Linked DNA regions of Mus musculus: regions 1, 3, 4 and 5 are each linked to region 2. The links are chromatin contacts, called in public ChIA-PET maps. All regions are on one chromosome and are shown on one strand. The core of a region is the stretch at or near the end of the contact, and the rest is flanking DNA. Distances in the headings are between cores, read along the strand shown. Region 1 holds the start of Lypd3 (Ly6/Plaur domain containing 3). Region 2 holds the start of Cic (capicua transcriptional repressor). Region 3 holds the start of Phldb3 (pleckstrin homology like domain, family B, member 3). Region 4 holds the start of Plaur (plasminogen activator, urokinase receptor). Region 5 holds the start of Kcnn4 (potassium intermediate/small conductance calcium-activated channel, subfamily N, member 4).

Region 1 (2,700 bases), core at 135-2,634, 630 kb after region 2:
TACAAGCCACCAGGTGACTCAGGAAGCTGAAAGAGGAGACTCACAACCAAAAGGGCCTGTCTGAACGTCATAGTAAGTACAAGGGCCGAACTGAGCTATTCAGTAAGACCCTGTCTCAAAATACAAACTTAAAGGGGGCTGAGGAGCCAGCTTGGCGGGGAGTGTTATCCGGCATGTTGTGTGCTGGCCCTGAGTTCAGACCACAACTTCACACAGATGCATAGAGAGGAGAGGCCCTGTGTCTGACTTGGGGGAAGGCGGGATTCCTGAGTAAGGGGTCTGGAAACTTAGAGGCTCTAAGGGTGGAGTCTGACTAGGAACCTCGGTGATCCCTTTCAAAGGAATCGTCTCCACTAAATAATAATCTGTGTTGGTGGGTAAGCATTCCTACGGGGAGTGGGGGAAAGTGGTAAAGATGTCTGTCCTGTACAGGTTGCGACTATCAGAGCACGCCAGTCACACACACACACACACACACACACACACACACACACACACACCCCACCCCCTACTCCCCGCCTTTTGTCTGTCTACCTGCCTAAGCCCGTTGAAAGAAGGGAGACTCTGTGCAGCAGGGTCTCAGTGAGGGCTGAAAGGGAAAGGCGTGGCCAGAATCTGAAAGGTCCCTAAGGAGGCGGAGTTACACTGTAGGAGTTGGGAAGGGGTAGTCAGGGACCACCGGGTGGGTAGCACTTACTGGTCTCTACCGCTCCCACGGCCTCGGTACAGACGTCCACCCCGGGACCACATTTGACTGTCTTCATCCTGTGCGGAGAGCATCCATCGTCCGCCTTCTGCACGCAGCTGTAGCACTCCAGGGCTTGCGCTCCTGCGGGTGAGGACCGGGTAGAACCCAGGGTTCTTTGTTAAAGCCTTCTCCCCACAAAGACAACGTCTTTCCCAGTGGCCTCTGTCCCGGGGTGAGATGATTCTAGTGTGCATCCAGAACAGCATTAGAAGCCCTCCCACAAGTTTCAGGGTGCAGGACATACTGACCCTTTTCCTTCTACCCCTTGCGCCTGCATTGGAGCTTTCCCCTCTCCTGGCTGCCTTTGCCCGAGGGAGGGGATCCCAGCCCCTATCTTAGAGTGGGGGAGGGGGTGCCCCTCTCAGTTGCCTACTCAGTGTGGGATAACTTCCTTACAGTCCCTCTGCCCGGGGCAGAGACAGCTGAACTGCTTTTGGCTGTGTTCAACTTTTCTTAAAAGATTTTCTGGGAAGATCTGGGGAATTATCTTCCTTAGGGGCCCCGACTCTACCTTCCTGGCAACACACCCACCTTCACACAGCAGAAGCGGCAGCAGCAACAGCCATCCGGTGGTCCACATCACTGGCTGTGTATCTCCTCTCCTGGCGGCATCCATAGCTGTGTCCTGCTCTCTCCGCGTCCCCCCTGGGTGTGCCACCTTCCAACCCGGGCCCTCTTACCTGAGCCTCAGATGAGTAACCTACCCCGGGGCAACCCTGGCCTTGCCCAACCAGGCCAACTCAGCGTCCGCTGTGGGGCGGGCCCGCCTCTAGGTGCGTCACCCACAGGGAGAGCGGCCCCTGCCCTGTGCCCTTGCCAAGGAGGGAAAGGGCGGGAGTAGAGGTTCCCTCCAGTCCCCTGGATAAAAGTTTGTGTGTGGGTTTCAGAGGCAGAGGGAGTACCGGGGCTCAAAGAGAGACAGGGGCATTCAGGGTCTGCTAGGGTTCTGAGCTTATGTGGTGTGCCTGCCTGCCTGCCTTCGCCTGGGGATTGGAGACCCTGAGGCAGAACCACTGTCTGTCTTCGAAGAGCTCCCAGACTGATGGAAGATACAGATATTAATTAAATAATTGGGAAAACTGTTATTTACAAGTCAGGCTTAGTGACTCATGCCTGTAATCACAGCACTCACTGAGCTGAGGCAGGAGGATTGCCATGAGTTTGAGGCACGGCGATTCCAGGCCTCACTGAACTACAGAAAGAGATCTTATCTCAAAAAGCCAAACAAACAACTCGGTTATAACTTACAAGAGATTAAGGCTCTGGAGGAACATGCATAAAGAGCTACAAGCAGAGTTGGAATTGAGAAGTGAGTGGATTTTTCAATATTGGTTAAGCTGGGAAATAATATCAGGTGTCTATTGAGAGGTGGTGAAAAAGATATTTAGAATCAAAATACATTGCATACATAGCTGGAAGTCTCAAAGAATGAATAAAAATTGAAAACAAGTCTTGAACACCTATTACGTGCTGAGCACTGCAATAAGTCCTTTAAATTAAAAAAAAAAGTGGCTGGAGAGCTAGGATAGTGCCCTAGGTAGGGGTCAACAGTGGAGTCCCTGCCTAGAATCCCCCAGTGAGGGGCTGGGAGCATGGCTCAGTGGTAGAGTCCCTGTCTAGAATCCCCCAGTGAGGGGCTGGGGGCGTGGCTCAGTGGTAGAGTCCCTGCCTAGAATCCCCCAGTGAGGGGCTGGGGGCGTGGCTCAGTGGTAGAGCCCCTGCCTAGAATCCCCCAGTGAGGGGCTGGGGGCGTGGCTCAGTGGTAGAGCCCCTGCCTAGAATCCCCCAGTGAGGGGCTGGGGGCGTGGCTCAGTGGTAGAGTCCCTGCCTAGAATCCCCTAGTGAGAGATCAGATAATCTTAGGGTTTAGTAGTAGAGCACTCGCCTAGCATGAATGAAGCCCTGGGTTCCATTTCCAATATCGTCATAAATAAATAAATAAATAAATAAAT
Region 2 (2,700 bases), core at 195-2,694:
CTGTGCACCATAGCTAACTACTACCCAGGGTCCCGCGGGCCCTCACCTCCCTTTCAGAACGTGAAACTCCTGAAGCTGAGGCCACCCCATGCCCTTTAGGGTCTCATCCTCTCTATTTCCATCCACCCTCCTGACACCATCTTCGCTTGCCACTCTCTCCCATCTTGTCACCACCTCTACCTTATTTTCTCAGATACTAGGCCCCCTCCTGTTACCCCCCCCCGCTGGTCACCCCCATTTATTTATATCACCTATTCCTCCTATTCACTCTTCTGTCGGCCATCTCTAGACCTCCAAATCTGACACCTCTGCCCATCGCCTCTCTTTATCACCCCCTCCAACTCGGTCCCCTTCCTCTCCCTGTCACCCTGATCTAATCCTGTTACCCCTCCATTCCTGTTATCAGTACTCTCCCCTAGTTGCTCCTTTTCTGTCACTCCCCACTTCCTACCACTTCTTCCACTCTGTCACCCCTTCCCACACCATTCCGCCCACCTCTTTTGCCCTGTACCCCTTTCCCGTCCCTGCCACCTGTCCCCTCTCGGCCTCCAGCTCCCCTCCACCCCCACGCAGTGTCAGCCCTAGCCCCGCCCTTCACCTCGGGCTCCGCGGGGTTTCGGGGCGGGGGGCCGTGGCCCCGGCTCAGTCCGGTCCGGTCCCTCCCCGCCCCCCCTCCGGCTCTCCCTCTCGATTCTCCCTTTTTTTTTTACTCCAACACACAAAATGGTGAATGGACCTGCAACAGCTGGAGCAACCAGCCAATAAACGGCCACAACCCCGGTGACCGGCGCCAACCTAGACCAATAGATATTCGCTGTCTAGTCGGCTCCGCCTATCATCCGCAAGCGACACTTGCTACCACCAATTGCGCTCTTCCGGCAGCGCCAAGGGGCGGGGTCAAATTCCAAGACCGGCCTCCCTCCGGGACCGACACCAACCTAAGCCTACGACTGCCTGATCTGCCTAGAACTCTACCTTACAACAAGTAATGGACACCTCCTTTAACCAATTAACAGACTATTTATATGCCGAATGACAATTACAGTACCCAATCACCATCCATCTTAAGCAAGAAACCACCCCCTGCGAGGGACAGTAACCAATAAAATGAAGGGAGGCGGGACTAAAGGATATGCCCTCCAATAAACAAGCTCGAGAGGCGTGGCCCGAGGGTTTGTTGACCAGCTGAACGCAATGCCTGCTGGGAATAGTAGTCTTCTTCTGTATCCGGCCCGTAGTCAGAAGCATAAGTCAGACTACAACTCCCATGTGACAGAGTGCATGGAGCTCCAAAGAACCCGGGCGAAGAGAAAAAGTCGGAAAGGGCAGCTCCTCCTGAGTCTCGCTGGACACTGGGAACATCTTAGACCCAGGGCCCCGACTCACCCGGATTGCTGGCTCTGGCGTCGCCAGTGGCTCCTCGCTGAGGCGGCTGTAGCGGCACGAGGGGGAGGTGCAAAGAGCAGCCAACCGACACCCGCGAGCCCCGCAGCCAATCAGCAACGGCAGGGGCGGTGCAATGACCTCACCGGTTCTACTCTCTTACCCCTCCCCCACGTGGTTGTTGGTGCTGGTAAACCAGAGTAGAGAAGTTTGGGGTAGGGGGATGGGAGGAGAACTAGTGATGTCACCTTTCCTCTGCATGATTGGCTGTCGGGTGGCCGGACTACGGCCAATCAACAGTCTCAAAAAGTCTGGCGCGGCCCCGCGGAAAGCCCTGTTGCCACCAGAAGGAGAGAGGACCTGCGGTTGTAGGGTAGCGCGCTCTGCAGTACTGGCAACCCGCGTGGCCTGTGGCCGTGATGTCAACTCCAAGACTTTTTGATTTTAGGACGGCGCACTTTTCTGATCGCACCCTCCAATCTCCAAACTTTTCTTTTGCGTCACTTCCTGGGGTTTCACACTTCATTCCGAAGGCGAATAGCCCTATGGCTTTTCACACCTGAGGAAAGATGTGTAAAAATCTTGGGGTGGGTGTCACACCGGAGGTGAGGAGAAGAGCATGTGCCACATACCCTCTGAGGCATAGACAGCTGTTGCCCCGGTGCCGAGTTTACACCAGGTGTGACTATCCCTAGCTTCAGTCTTCCCATCAGGTTTCCCTTGGATCAAAGGATAATGGAGAATGGTGTACTCCTCCTCTAATGAAGGTTTCTCTTGCATATGATGGATACTCAAGACTGTAATAGTGAAACACACACACACACACACATCTGGTCTATTGTAGCACATCTTACTGTTGGTGCTGGTTAGTTTTTAAGTTGACACAAGTACCAAATCCTGACATAGAGTGAACCCCAATTGTCTCCAAAAGATTGCCCTGTAGGCAAGTCAGTGCAGTACTATCTTAATTAGTGGTTGGTGTAGGAGGGTCCAACCCATTGTGGGTGGGTGCAACCCCTGAGAAAGTGGTCCTGGGAAGCAGGCGAAACAAACCATGGAGAGCAAGCCATTATGAAGGGTTCTTGCATGGCTTCCCCATTGAATTCTTGCCCAGAGTTCCTGCCCTGACGCCCCTTCAGATGGGCTTGATGAAATATAAGTTGAGATAAACCCCTTTCTCATTGAGCTGCTTTTAGTTATTCTGCTTTCCTTATGCTTGCACTATGCTCTGTAAGAGAATGTTCTGGGATATATGGCTGCTTCACATAGGACATGCAAAAAGCACCCATTATCTATGGCACTTACAGTGAGGCAACT
Region 3 (2,700 bases), core at 118-2,617, 660 kb after region 2:
TCTCCCCATCCTCACCTCGATCCTCAGTTCCTTCTTCTGGCGCTGTAACTCCTTCACCCGCTGCTCCATCAGAGCCACGCGAGTCAGTGCCTCCAGCTGCTGTCCTCGCAGCCGCCGCGCTGCCCCCCGCAGCTCTTCCCCAGAAGGGAGGCATGGGGAAGGTGTGGCTGGAATCTGCGCGGCAGGCGTAGCCTCGGGCTGAAATTAGAGAGGGTGTGATGAGAACAAGTCTCGCCCCCCTCAAGTCACCAAACAGGTCTGGTCCCACCCCAGTAGTGCCTCTGGGGGTCATGAGCTGCCAAGTTCAACTACTTCCTTTCGGGTCCGAATGGAAGACCGTGAAGCGGGGAAGCCGGCAGGTTCTGAACCCATCATACAAAGCCACTATGCTCTGAAGCTGAACTAGCAGAGCTTGCTTCCTTTTCTTTCCTTCCTTCCTTCCTTCCTTTCTTTTTTCTTTCTTCCTCATTTCTTCCCTCCTTTCCTTTTCTTCTTTTCCTTTTTCCTTTCTCCCTTCTCTCTCCTTTTCTTTTTTCTTCCTCCATTTCTTCCTCTATTCTTTCTTTTTTTTTCTTCCTTCCTTCCTTCCTTTCCTTCTTTCTTTTTTGTACCTGAATGCTAGTGGAAATCAGAAGATTCTTGCCTTACATCAATGAGGGTTCTGGGGATCGAACCCAGGTCGTCAGATTTGACAGCAAGTGTCTTTGTACACGATGAGCTCATCTGTCCCTGAGTCTCAACCTCTTGGGATCTCTTTCTCAGAGTCCCTGGATCGCTCTTCTTCCCCCCACCCCCACCCCCGTCCCTCTCTCTGACTTAGACTCTTCTATGTTGGCATTTCTTTTTGTTTCTCTTCTGGGTCTGTGTGTCTTCCCTGTGTCTCTCTTTTAGGTCTATGTCTCACTCCCTGTGTCTCTGTCGTATCTAGTTTCTATGTTTCTACCCGAGTCTCTCTGGCTTCAAATCCAACTTTGTCTAACAGGGTGTTTCTGCCTGTCTATGGGTACTCTCCTTGACTCTGGGTCTCTGTCTAGTCTCTCTCTTTATGTTCTTCTGTGTCGTCTTGGGTGTCTGTCTGTCCGTCTGGACAGCCCCCCCGGGGGGATGATCCCTCACCTCTTCGCGGCAGCTCTCGGTGCTGCTACCTTCTTCCACTTCTTCCTCTTCCTCGGCCTGCCGCCCAGCTCCGGGGCAACTTGGAAGCTCCGCTGGGACTTCGGGCTCCTTGTGCTCTTTGGGATCCTCGGGGTGCCCCTGAGGCTGCACAGCCCCTTGAGGCTGGACCTCGACGGCGCATTCCGAAACCTTTGGAGACGAGGAGCCCTCCTCTAGGGTGCTGGGTGTCCCCATGGCCGCTTCGGATTCCTGTGGTGTGGGCGTGGTCAGTTTCAGAGGCGTGGTCTGATGTTTGTGGGCGTGGTCTAGAGCGCGTTGAGCTTGCCCAGAGGGCGGAACCTAAAGGTTCAGAGACCAGCTCTGAACATTCCGCGGGCGTAGATTTCCTGGGGACCCGCTCGCGACTGGGGAGAGGCTGTCGGCTCCGAAGGTGACACACACACCTAGAGGTGGGAAGAGAATTTGAGTCCGGGGTCCTAACGCTCCCCGTGCTGGGGCGTCGCACGCTGAGCCTTCCCTTTGCTCCATGTGTCATCCCTGAGCCCCTTCTGCAGCCCTCTCCAGTTTCCCGGATTGCCTCCAAGAGATTCCATCTCCTCTACCCTCTCGGGACTAGCCCGGCTCTCCTCCTTGGAGCTCCACAGTTGGGTCCCGAACCACCTGTAAGGAATCAGCGTCCGAGGCTCCTCACCCCAAGATCCAGAACTCGGGGCTGGCAATGTCTACCTCTCCGGATATGCCTGGGGCCCCAACGCCTCCGTTCCTTCCCGGGAGGAGGTCCTCGTAGGTCGTCAACCTTCTTTCTGGCTCTGCACTGGGCACTGCCGCTCCTGCGGCTAAACAGGTGGCTGGAAGGAGGGAGGAGAGAGAGGCCGCCCCGTCCCCCTCCCCAGCAGCCCGGAAGTGGAGGGGGGGACAACAGGTCCGACAGCTCTCCTGGGAGGAGGGAGCCAGCAGCCTGCCCCGCCCGCAGCCCAGGCACCCAGCCATCCCGGCCCCTCCAGCCCCACCCAGAGAGAGCCCAGCGCCCAGACCTCCCACTCAGCCTCCGGTGCCCCTGGAGGGCCGGGCTTCTTAGCCACCTGCATACAGCAGCCTCCCTAAGGCCGAAGCCTAGGAAATCCTCAAAGGAAGATAGGAATGAAGATGGGGGCCTCTCCCCTCTAATAAGCCCTTTGGAAGGGCCCTGACCGGTTTAGGGAGCCGGACAAGGGGAGGGGGTATCCCGGGCTGAGTCAGCGATCTGCCCAGAGACAGAGTGTGCCCCACGCGCACACAGTTTACTATGGGGTGGGGCACAGAGGTTAAAGGTCACAGCCAGACCCTTTCCTCTCTGGGCAGAAACAGGAAAATATCTGGTATGCAAAACCCGACTGTTAGACATCAAGAGCTGTGCAAAACATTTGACACACCTCAGTGTCATACCACACCACAGCCCATAGAAAAAAAGAGATCGACCGTCTCCATTGTACAGTTGTGGGGACCGAGGCTGAAGGAAACAAATACACCTAGGATCTACAAGCATTCTAAATGACTTTTTTAAAATTATTATTACTTGTGTATGTGAAAGATAGTGCAGGTATG
Region 4 (2,700 bases), core at 87-2,586, 810 kb after region 2:
TTAAAGGATCATAGCATTCGGAAGGTTGAGAACCACTTTCAAAGACCCACCTCAGCCCCCAAACGTTTGTCCCACCCCAGGACCGAAGTCCCTCCTGCAGGTCTTCACCTAGGCCACGTCTCGCCAATGTTATAGCCCCCCGCCTCAGACTGCCCAGTTTTTTTTTTCGTTTTTTTTTTAAAGATTTATTTATTATTATGTGTAAGTACACTGTAGCTGTCTTCAGATGCACCAGAAGAGGGCGTCAGATCTCATTATAGATGGTTGTGACCCACCATGTGGTTGCTGGGATTTGAACTAAGGACCTTCGGAAAAGCAGTCCGTGCTCTTAACCACTGAGCCATCTCTCCAGCCCCCGACTGCCCAGTTTCTAATCAGAACTTTTGCACCAGCCTAGCCTTAGTCTGGCCCCCATTTCCCAGACAAGTTCCAGGAACAGAAAGGCTAAGTAACTGTCCTGAACCACACAGCCAGTTTTGACCCCAGGTGGCAGCCCCACTCCAGGGTCCCCTCCTCCCGGGGTTGGATTTCACAGTAAGAACTGTCCTGTCTGAGCCCCGAGATCCGGTCTGCAATTTAGAGCCGGTCCCTTTGTGCCAGATATCCTTTCTTCAACAAGAGCCCCTCCCCTTTGCACCCCCACCCCTCCCCCCTCTAGCTCCCAGACCACCCAGGCCCCGCCAGAGATCTTTTCCCACCCCATTAATCATCTCCGGTCTCCCGCGGACTAGAGAGGGCTTTCCGAGTTATTCACCGTGCCAAACCCTGACTCAATTCCTTCCCCATTTCCCTCTACTTTCTCAACACCATTTCCCCCGCATTTCCTGGAGGAAGAAGGCTGAGGACATAACATAGTAAAAGACAAGTGTATTCGAGGGACAGGCCCTGGGCTCCCGCTGAACTCTGTGGACCTTTGAGATGTAGACCCCTGAGCCCCTGTCTTGTCCCAAAGTGGGATCCCCACACAGACCAAAACACTGTGGGGAGTGGCTGTGAGGTCACATGTCCAGTTATCATTCAACCCCTAGCTGTGAGGCTTTGGACCAGCTTCTTAACCTCTCTGTTCCTCCGCGTCCTCCAGTGTGCCAGGCACTGTGCACCAGGGATCAGCGTTTACTAAATGAATGCCTGCGGGAGTCTGACTGTGCCACGTGGAGCCTGAGAACACACCCGGAGAATAGCTGGATAGAAGGGTGGAGCGCTGGGCCATCCTCCTCTAGCTCACGCCCGGTGCCACCACGCAGCTCTTACCTGGGACACAGGTAGTCGCCAGCAACAGCAGCAGCAGCAGCCGCCTTGGGAGTCCCATGGGTTCTTCCTTCACCTCTGCTCTAGACTGACCGAGGGGAAGAAGACAGTTTTGTGACCCTAGGGCTCCTCCCACTGTTTGCTAAAGAGTGAGTCAGCTCCAGGGGTTGCCTCGCCTCCCCCCGCCCCGCCCCCGCCCCCCCCCCCCAGCCCTTCCTCTTCCATAGTTCAAGAAACTCTGCCCCTTCCATACATAGTAAGATGCAGTCTCAAAAAAGGAGGGAGGGAAAGAGGGAGGGAGGAACGGAGGGAGAGAGGGAGGGAGAAGGAGGGATGAGGGAGAGAGAGAGAGAGAGAGAGAGAGAGAGAGACTATGATGGAGAAAGGAAGACAACCAAATAGCAAGGGTTAGAATCCTCTCTAGCCTTGGCTATTTCTTACCAATCAGAGTTTATGTTTTCAAAGTTTGTTTTATTTGAGTTTCTCCAGAGAGAGTCTTGCTATGAAGACCAGCCTTGAACTCAGGAACCTCCTGCCTCAGTCTCCCCCGAGTCTGGATCATGGGCACGCTACCATCCTTGGCCGAGGCGGTACAATTCCATGTAGGGAAATCATGTGGAACACTAACTTGCCAAACTAGAGGGCAAAATTCCTTCAGCTCCTGACCAAGGACCTCCTGGGTACTGGGCACTGTTCCAGGAACTGGAACACAGCAGGAAACACAAGGACGCCACCCTCTGCCATTACGATGGGGAGGATACATTAGTTATCTAATCTCTCCCATCAGTCGGAAACCAGGGGAAAAACAAGTTGAAAGAGGAACAAACTGTAGGGAGAGAGGTAAATGGCTTAATTGCTTTGGGAGGGTGATGCGGAGGGCAGCCAGGAAAGGTGTGCAAGAAGTCTAGTGGATTCCTACAGAAAGCCTTTGAGGGAGAGGAAAGAGTCATCGCAAAAGCCCTGAGGGCAAAGAATCACTCAGAGCGGCTCAGTGTGGCTGATGAGTGGGAACCAGAGAGAGCAGAGAGCAATGAGTAGCACCCGTACAGTAGTGATGTCACTGCTGTGAGTACCGAGTCACTGAAGCCTGAGCTGGGAAACACGGAACCCAAGGTCTCCTGCAGGATTGACAAGGAGTCTACCACTGAGCCACGCCCCCAGCCCCTCACTGGGGGAGGCTAGGCAGAGGCTCTACCACTGTGCCACGCCCCCAGCCCCTCCCTGGGGGATTCTAGGCAGGGGCTCTACCACTGAGCCACGCCCCCAGCCCCTCACTGGGGGATTCTAGGCAGGGGCTCTACCACTGAGCCATGCCCCCAGCCCCTCATTGGGGGATTCTAGGCAGGGGCTCTACCACTGAGCCACGCCTCCAGCCCCTCACTGGGGGAGGCTAGGCAGAGGCTCTACCACTGAGCCACACCCCAACCCCTCACTGGGGGAGGCTAGGCAGGG
Region 5 (2,700 bases), core at 182-2,681, 900 kb after region 2:
TTCAGAGCACTGCCTGGTGGCACTGGGTAAATGGCAGTGGCTAGATAAGGAGCAAGGAGACGCCTAATGACAACGTCTTTCTCCCTTGCCAGCCCTCCCTTCACCAGAGCTAGGCTATCAAGGATCAGCCTTGTATGGGCCTCAACAAGGCCCAGACCCCCAGTGGTCTGTCTGATAACACTTACCCAAAGGCTAACACTGAGAACTGTCTCCCATGTGTGCGTACGTGTGTGTGCGTGTGTGTGTGTGTGTGTGTGTGTGTGTGTGTGTGTGTGTAGGTTGGGGGGAGCTGGGGGGAGGACGATATCACACTAGCTCAGGTTTCAGGGGTACAGACCCCCCATCTACCTCCATCACATCCAGGGGTCCAGACCCAGCCTTCTTCTCTTAGACCTTAAGAAGTGTAAGACCTCAGTTCTCCTCCCTTAGACCCAGGAGTCCAGACCAGCTCTCTTCTCCCACACCCAGGGGTGCAGACCCCAACCTTTCTCCCTCACACCCCAGCTCTCCTCTCTTCTTCACACCCCGGGGTGGAAGATGCCAGCCTTCCTCCCTCATGCCCAGGAGTATAAGATCTCCTAGCTTTGCTCTCTAACACTCAGGGGTGTAAGACCCCAGTCCCCTTCCCTCACACTCAGGGGTGCAGACTCCAGCTCTCTTCCCTCAGATCCAGGGGATCAGACCCCAGCCCTCCTCCCTCAGACCCAGGGGTCCAGACCCTAGCCCTCCTCCCTCAGACCCAGGGGATCAGACCCCAGCCCTCCTCCCTCAGACCCAGGGGTCCAGACCCCAGCCCTCCTCCCTCACACCCAGGGGTGCAGACCCCAGCCCTCCTCCCTCACACCCAGGGGTGCAGACCCCAGCTCTCTTCCCTCAGACCCAGGGGTGCAGACCCCAGCCCTCTTCCCTCAGACCCAGGGGTGCAGACCCCAGCCCTCCTCCCTCACACCCAGGGGTGCAGACCCCAGCTCTCTTCCCTCAGACCCAGGGGTGCAGACCCCAGCCCTCCTCCCTCAGACCCAGGGGTGCAGACCCCAGCCCTCCTCCCTCACACCAGGCTCCCCGTCCCTTCCCTGCTCGGTGGAAGGCCCCACTCACCTTGCAGCCCAGGAACCACAACATCTCAGCGTGCAGAACCATGAGTCCGATGCCAGTTCCCGCCAGCACCAACGCCCAGCCGGCCACCCTCTTCTCCTGCTCCAGCAGGCGCTTTCTCCGTCTCAGGGCCCCCAGGCCAGTCACCAGCTCCCCGCCCATGGCCCCTGAGGTCTTGGGGCTCAGCCAGCTTCCTGCCCAGGGTCCCCCACCTCTCAGTACGCAAATGGCAGCCAGCTTGGCTTCCAGGCCAGCGGCCTGTTCTGCTCACTCTGGGACTTTTGCTGGAAGGCACAGCCTAGCCCTGTGCCCTCTGGGGAGTGGTAACTGCAGCAGGCAGGGCAGGGCGGGGAGGGACGGGGAGGTCCCTGGGTAGGGGGAGGCTGGCTATCCCATTCCCTTCTAAGACTAAGGAGGGGCTGGGGTGTGTCTTGTGGTCCCGGGCAAGGAAGAAGAGTTCATCCACGTGGGCAAAGACACACTGACACAATAGGTTGTGACTCTCCAACCGTTTGCACTCTGTGGTACACACCTAAAACCCCCACCACACCCAGACACCACAGAGCACCCTATGACAGACCGGAGACGGAGCCCAACACACCAGCACACACCACACAACCTCCACAGAAGTGACTCACACTCCTGAAAGTTCAGAAACCCACAGCCACACCCAGACACCACACACACACATGGTGTGACACACGCCAGCACTTAGCAGGGCAGCAGCGTCCCATTGCACACGGGGCCACCCAAAGGTTGAGCTCACGCAGTCACACATTCAAAGTGGGGCGGGGGAGGGGCTGGAAAGTCAGGCACAGCGAGTGAAAGTGAGCGCTCCTCTCCAGAGGAGTATAACTTCCGTTTCTAGCACCTACTTGCTGGGTGGGTGGCTTGAAACCACCTGTAACTTCAACTCCAGGAGATGACGCCCTTTTCCTGGTTTTTGGGAGCCCCTGACACATGTGGCTGATATTCACATACATGCATGCGCATAAAAAAAAATAAATCTTAAATGATAATTTTTAAGTGGGACCAGGGATGGAGTGCAGCTGTTAGTGGGCTCCTTTGAATCACAGACTCTCTGAGGTAGATCCCAGCATGGCATAAAGTGGGCAATGGTGCATGCCTGACTCTTGGTACTAGGAAACTGGGGCCAGGAGGATCAGCAGGTCTCAATCATTGTCAACTATGAGTTCAAGGTCTGCCTGGGCCACATGAGACCCTGTTTCCAAAACCAAAACCAAGTAAAACACTATAATATTCTACGATACAAAGAGCTAAGCATCAACGACCACACGGGACATGTACCAGGAGCCACACAAATACACAGCAGGTCTGAGCACACCAATTTGTAAGAATCACCAGGCACAACACACATGCGTCAACAGACACACAAGGGGGTGTGAATGTGAAACACAGAGAGATGCCCCATATGTGTAAACACCTGTGGTGGCAGACACTGTCATCCAGCGCCCAGAAAACAGGAAATGCACACTAGCTCACATCATTGTGTGTGGGACTCACACACACACACACACACACACACACCTGACATTGATCCTGACATACACTGGTGCACTTGACACTCTGCATACCTTAGCACAG

What was found. ChIA-PET counts read pairs in DNA pulled down with a chosen protein or histone mark.
Region 1: a contact with region 2 is called in an RNA polymerase II ChIA-PET map of memory CD8 T cells, with 6 read pairs. The contact joins the promoter of Lypd3 here to the promoter of Cic in region 2. A contact is called at or near these places in 1 of 39 promoter capture datasets (cranial neural crest) and 1 of 115 datasets of contacts at active chromatin or transcription factors (memory CD8 T cells).
Region 3: an RNA polymerase II ChIA-PET map of memory CD8 T cells shows a contact between it and region 2, with 8 read pairs. The contact joins the promoter of Phldb3 here to the promoter of Cic in region 2. A contact is called at or near these places in 4 of 39 promoter capture datasets (cranial neural crest, liver, neutrophils and 1 more) and 1 of 115 datasets of contacts at active chromatin or transcription factors (memory CD8 T cells).
Region 4: a contact with region 2 is called in an RNA polymerase II ChIA-PET map of memory CD8 T cells, with 13 read pairs. The contact joins the promoter of Plaur here to the promoter of Cic in region 2.
Region 5: a contact with region 2 is called in an RNA polymerase II ChIA-PET map of memory CD8 T cells, with 16 read pairs. The contact joins the promoter of Kcnn4 here to the promoter of Cic in region 2. A contact is called at or near these places in 2 of 115 datasets of contacts at active chromatin or transcription factors (bone marrow-derived macrophages and memory CD8 T cells).

The regions. Positions count from the first base shown.
Region 1 is chr7:24,635,254-24,637,953 of GRCm38.p6, reverse strand. Lypd3 (Ly6/Plaur domain containing 3) reads right to left here and starts at 1,384. Exons shown (of 5, transcript NM_133743.1): 1 at 1,280-1,384; 2 at 698-829. The coding sequence starts at 1,364. Gm26550 (a long non-coding RNA gene) reads left to right here. Exons shown (of 8, transcript XR_881891.3): 1 at 1-72; 2 at 730-835.
Region 2 is chr7:25,266,443-25,269,142 of GRCm38.p6, reverse strand. Cic (capicua transcriptional repressor) reads right to left here and starts at 1,444. Exons shown (of 21, transcript NM_001302811.1): 1 at 1,387-1,444. It overlaps Gm45974 (a long non-coding RNA gene), which reads left to right. Exons shown (of 3, transcript XR_001778066.2): 3 at 746-810.
Region 3 is chr7:24,609,995-24,612,694 of GRCm38.p6, reverse strand. It overlaps Phldb3 (pleckstrin homology like domain, family B, member 3), which reads right to left and starts at 1,367. Exons shown (of 15, transcript NM_001102613.1): 1 at 1,117-1,367; 2 at 16-198. The coding sequence starts at 1,350.
Region 4 is chr7:24,461,119-24,463,818 of GRCm38.p6, reverse strand. It overlaps Plaur (plasminogen activator, urokinase receptor), which reads right to left and starts at 1,336. Exons shown (of 7, transcript NM_011113.4): 1 at 1,252-1,336. The coding sequence starts at 1,309.
Region 5 is chr7:24,368,994-24,371,693 of GRCm38.p6, reverse strand. It overlaps Kcnn4 (potassium intermediate/small conductance calcium-activated channel, subfamily N, member 4), which reads right to left and starts at 1,431. Exons shown (of 9, transcript NM_008433.4): 1 at 1,099-1,431. The coding sequence starts at 1,257.